Regions from separate parts of the Ovis aries genome. Here region 1 is linked to region 2. A link is a contact called in public Hi-C data. All regions are on one chromosome and are shown on one strand. Each heading gives the region's core, a stretch centred on a gene start, on an enhancer-like site or on the middle of the called end of the contact. The rest is flanking DNA. Distances are from core to core; before and after follow the strand shown. Region 1 overlaps TNS3 (tensin 3). Region 2 holds the start of TNS3 (tensin 3).

Region 1 (2,700 bases), core at 122-2,621, 54 kb before region 2:
CCCAGAAGACTCAGGACTGGCGCCTTTAAATTAGTGAGAAATTGGACATTTGCGTTCCACGCTTCTTCCACTTCCGGATGACCTAAGAACTGACTGTCAGAACAAATCCACATCTAAATTCCTGCGGGGGATCCTTCAACCCAGGCCATTGTGAGGACTGAGAGAGGCATGTGCTGGTTCGGAGGCCCCAACAATGCAGAGAGAGCCGGAACCAATGCGGATTTCACAGGCCCGCCCTCCGTGGTCTGCAGCTGTGCCTGCGGGACATGAAAGCCTCCCCCCACCAAAGCAGCTCAGGGCACTGGGGCCTGTCTGCCGATGCTCCCATGCAGAGACAGAAGGACGGGGAGACAGCAAGGAATGAAGCAACTGCACCAAATAAGTGCAGTGCAGGCGCCCCTGTGGGCTCCAAGCAGGCATCTATCCGATAAACCCATGGGCTGATTGTGGGATAGGGGACAGGGATCTAGGCTTGGGGGCACAGGATCTGGGGGCTTTCTGGCCCAGCCTGGCTGGGCTGCCCTAGGTGGAACCAGGCCTCTTTCCTCTTCTAGGGTTATGGTGATGCCAAAATGCCATCATTAAAGGGACCCCGTTTTGAAACTGCAAAGCACAGCATCAATGTATAGAAGCGTGGGGTCCTGGAAGAACAAGGCCTGAGGTCAGGAGATAGGTCCCAAATTGCAGTCAGCGCTTCAAGGTCCAAACTTTTCATCCCCTATGTCTTCTGAAAGCCCTAACTCACAGCCCACCCGGGACTGAATGAGGGTGAAGCAAACTAATAAAGAAAAAGAGCCCATGGCTGGGGATCCCTGGAACTCCAGCAGGGAACAGCCAGGGGTATTATCTTTGCAAGATCTAGTTTTTGAGCTCTTTCTATGCATCCAAGGTTTATAAAATTATTCACAAAGACAAATATTTATTCTACATCTTCTAATGGGTCCACCCAGCAAAGGTGATGAGTGATTTTCTAACCAAGATAGGCTAGCCATTGGAATAAAGGGGCTTTCACACCAGATTAAAATCTCAGACAGAAGGACAGCCAGGGGCAGAGGCCAGCAGGAAGAACAGAGATACAGAAAAGGCAGCTGAGGGGCCCTCTGGCCTTTAGGGAAGATGAGAATTAGTGGAAATGCAGTGAAGACTTCCCCCGCTCCAGAGGAAGCTCTGTCTGCACACACTGAATGGGGCGGGCCGGACCACTCAGCAGCCGGGACAGGAGCACAGCTTCCTGTGGCAGTCAGCCCCCGAGACGGCCTCAGGGCTCCTCCAGGAGCCCATGTCCCCGTGCGGTCCCCTCACACAGTGACAGAGCGGGTCGTGTGACAAGGCAGGACGGTGGAGGGTGTGGCGAGTGACCTCTGCTCTGGGCTCCTGGACCCCCGCCCACATGTGAGGCGCTGAGGCAGCCATGGGGAGGAGGCCCTTGGGGAGGAACTGAGGCCTGCCGCCAGCAGCCAGCTGCGAAGCCACCTGGGAAGCGCCAGGAGAGCCTTCAGATGATGCAGCCTCCTAAGAGATGCTGAGCCAGCACTGCCCGGCCATGTGACTCCCACATTCCTGATCCACAGGAGTAGTGAGAGCAGAAGCTACTGCCACAGTAAGTCACTAACTTTGGGAGTAACTGTTTATGCAGCAGATCAACAAACCGATTCAACCCAGAAGGGAACTCTGGTGTGTGGAACCATGAGAGCTGTGTGACATATTCACGAAGGATGGCGCACTGGGCTATGGCAAGAGCCTCAGGCCATTACAGAGCACACATAAAGGTTAACTAATCAGACTGAGTTGCATAAACCACCCGAGTGCTACGGCGAGGATCCTGAGAGGCGGACCCACTGTTCCGGGGTGTGAGCAGGTGGCCTGAGTATTACGAACTTTCCACCCAAAAGCCCAGCACCACAGATGGTCCCTCAGACTCAGATTTCAGTTTCCACATGTGAGTGATGCCGTACAGTATTTGTCTTTCCCTGACTTAGCACCCTGCCGATTCATGATGGTGAATGGCAGGATTTCCTTCTTTCTTCTGCCTGAATAATGTTTTATCACATTTTCTTCATTCAGTCATCCACTGATGGACACTTGGGTTGTTTCCATGTCTTAGCTATTGTAAATAATACTGCAACCAACACGGCATCTACTGAAGATACTGATTTTGTTTCCTTTCGCTATAGACCCAAAAGTGGAACTGCTGGATCATATGATAACTCTATTTTTCACTTTTTGAGGAAATTACATACTGTTTTCCACAACAGCTGAACCAGTTTATATTCCCACCAACAGTGTACAAGAGTTCTCCTTTTCACTCTACCCTAACCAAAGCATGTTTTCCCTTGTGTTTTTGATGACAGCCATTCTGACAGGTGTGAGGTCGTATCTCACTGTGGTTTTGATTTGCATTTCCCTCAGGAGAAGGGGGCGAGAGAGGATGAGATGATTGGATGGCATCATTGACTCAATGGGTATGAGTTTGAGCAAACTCCGGGAGACAGTAAAGAACAGGGAAGCCTGGCGTGCTGCAGTCCACAGGGTCACAAAGAGTCAGACACAACTGAGCAACTGAACAACAACAATAACAGGATCAGAGATGCTGAGCACCTCTGCATGCATCTATTGGCCACTTTTATGTCTTCTTTGGAAACTGAGAAACTATCATTTGAGTTTTGGTATAATATCAAAAAAGAATATGCTTTCCTTTCC
Region 2 (2,700 bases), core at 101-2,600:
CAGGAGTCTGGCCTTTTGCCAGTTCCCACAGTCAGCTCTCTATGCACAGAGTTCCCCTCATTCCCTGCAGACTGGCCAAGCCTCCACCATCCTCCAGCTGCAGCGACTCCCTCGCCCCTCCAGGCCTCTGCACAGAAATGCCTTTCTTAATACTTGTTGATTGATTTGCAAATATAACCTCCCAGGCCCTAAAGAGGGGGAGAATCACAAGGACATAAATATCTCTTTCTAAAGGCAATGAACTAAAGCATTTCAAAAAAATGACCACATATACCAAAATGCCAAGATGGTTAGTTCTGAAGGGCTAAGTGATATGGATGCAATGATAATTGTTAATCAAATTTTCAGTATATTCAGAGTCCTCCATGATCATGGGCTCAAGTTACAGAAAGAGACTATGGGGGGTGGGGGGACTGTCAGCAGATCAAAGTGTGTGAAGGACAGGGATACCCTAGGGGTCTGGGGGTGCTTCTAAGTGGGCAGTGACCTCCTTCAATAGTGGTCTCCGCAGGCCCCACATCCCATGGGCTTTTATTTTTTATCCAGCGCTGTCTCAGGAATTGGAGCGGAGCTCTTCAGCCCATTCCCGCCCCACAGATTTTCAAATCACTTCAAGCAAACGACCCCGGCTCATTTATCAGACCCCGACGGCGCCCACCGAGTCCCAGACCCTCCTTCTTCCTGCCTGTCAGCTACAGCGCCGGCGTGCCAGCAGGCACGTGCCACAGGTGGCCTCGGCCACGCACGCCCCCGGCCTGGTTCCCGCTCCTTCAGAAGTTAGGAAGGAAGCACCAAGGGACCCCCTGCTTCCCGCCCAACATAGGGAGAGGGAAAGAGAAACGCACCGGAAAGCCTGCTTGCCAAGAGCGGGAGAAGGGTCCTGAGCCTTCCCATTGCAGCTCCAAGCTCGGCTCTCCGCTGCGGAGTCTCAGGACTCGTCCTAGAGAGCGAAGTTCACCCGGGCGCCGCCGCAACAGTGCCGCTCTGGCCCGCGGGCCCCCGATCGAGCTGGCCTGCTCCCTGGCTGCATCCGCCCGCCCCAGCGCTGTCCCCGCGCCCCAGTCCCCAAACCGCGTCCGGGACCCTGGCCGAGCCCGCCCGCGCCCTCGCCGCGTTCACCCGCCTGCGTCCCTAAGTCCTGCTCCCTGGTACCCCGGATCCGGGCCGAGCTCTCGGTCCCCGCTCGCCCCAGCTCAGGTCCCCGCGGGCGCGGAACTCCGTTTGCCCGCGCGCCCCGAGCCCCTGGAGCGGACGCTGGCGCCAGCTCGAAACAAAGAGGTTGGCGGTGCGCTCCCCGCTCCAGTACCTGGGCGAGCGGCGGCGCGGTCGGTCCCGCGGGGCGATGGCCGCAGCAGGCAGGGCTCCGAACAGCGCAAGCAGCGCGCGGGCGGGCCCGTCCTCCTGGCTCGCGGCCGCGCCCGCCGCAGGGCCCCCTCGAGGCGGCACGGGCAATCGCCGCCGCCGCGCCCTGGCCGGCCGGTCACCTGGCCTCATCGCCCTAACAATGCGGCGCGTTCCAGGCGCGCCCCGGGCCCCGTGCGCCTCTGGGACCTCCCTAAGTTGGCCAGGTGGAACCGGGAATTATTAGACCCGTTGAGCAGCCCAGATTCAAAGTGTTCAGGGGGCTGGTGTGTTCCGGATGGGCAAGCGATTTCCTGATTCCTGCACAACTGGTTCATTTTTTCGTTAATTCATTCATTCGGCACTGTAAGTATCGTGTGTAAGAAAGCAAAATCTCGCTGCCTGCCTGTAACTCACAGAAATAAGCTACCGGGAGTAATGCAGACATAAAGCAACAAGGCAGTGACAGAGGAAACCCAAGATGCTTTGGGAGCCCTGGAAAGTCCGACCAGTGGAGGGAAGGAGTGGGGAAAGATTTCAGAAATCACCTCTTCTTAAAATGAGGATAAGGAAATGACAACCCACTCCAGTATTCTTGCCTGGAGAATACCGTGGACAGAGGAGCCTGGTGGGTTGCTGTCCATAGGGTCACACAGAGTCGGACACAACTGAAGCAACTTAGCATGCATACATACATTGGAGAAGGAAATGGCAACCCACTCCGGTATTCTTGCCTGGAGAATCCCAGGGACAGAGGAGCCTGGTGGGCTGCCGTCTATGGGGTTGCATAGAGTCAGTCGCGACTGAGCAACTTAGCAGCAGCAGCAGGTTCTTAAAATGAAAGGGGAGAAATGAGCAGGCCAGGATTGGACAAGAAGGCCGCAGACAGAGGATCCAGAGGAGGAAACACAGATAGATACCAACACCCCCAAGACAGAGACGGCCCCTCATCTGTCCCTCAGCCCTGACTTCCCTATTGGTGAAATGTGGGGAGTGGACTGCATGCTCTTGAATTCCCCTTGTAAGACATATGCGCATGTAAAGCATTAGAAGTGCTATTCCTCCTGTACAAAAGAACAGTTTCATCAGCACTTTATCTTGCGCACACACATAGCCCCCGACACAAAGAAGACTTTCCAGGAAGGTACTTCACTCTACATCCTGCAGAAGCTACTTAAGATTGTATCTGTCACTCCAACCAAATGTTCTTGGACTCCCACCTGAAAAAGTGGGCGTATCTCAGAGTGCAATTACCAGGAACTGTCCCTGATTTAGAAATGAAGCACCTTAATCTACCCCAGCCTTTTGGGTCCAGCTCTGCCCATGCTGCCCATGCACAGAGCAGAAAAACACAGCTTG

What was found. Hi-C and Micro-C count contacts between places; a contact is called where the count stands out from the background.
Region 1: a Hi-C map of liver shows a contact between it and region 2, with 2.0 times the contacts expected there. The contact joins the enhancer-like site here to the promoter of TNS3 in region 2. A contact is called at or near these places in 3 of 16 Hi-C or Micro-C datasets (liver, mixed tissues and omental adipose tissue).

What each region holds. Positions count from the first base shown.
Region 1 is chr4:76,443,627-76,446,326 of ARS-UI_Ramb_v3.0, reverse strand. The region is part of intron 2 of TNS3 (tensin 3); the gene reads right to left. Among named protein-coding and RNA genes, the nearest start is that of TNS3, 54 kb to the right of the region's middle. Within about 2 kb of position 1,371, at least 5 of the 54 cell types and tissues checked have an H3K27ac peak or open chromatin away from gene starts, as enhancers often do. A contact at or near this core is called in liver, where this site is marked.
Region 2 is chr4:76,389,168-76,391,867 of ARS-UI_Ramb_v3.0, reverse strand. TNS3 (tensin 3) reads right to left here and starts at 1,350. Exons shown (of 32, transcript XM_060415062.1): 1 at 1,307-1,350.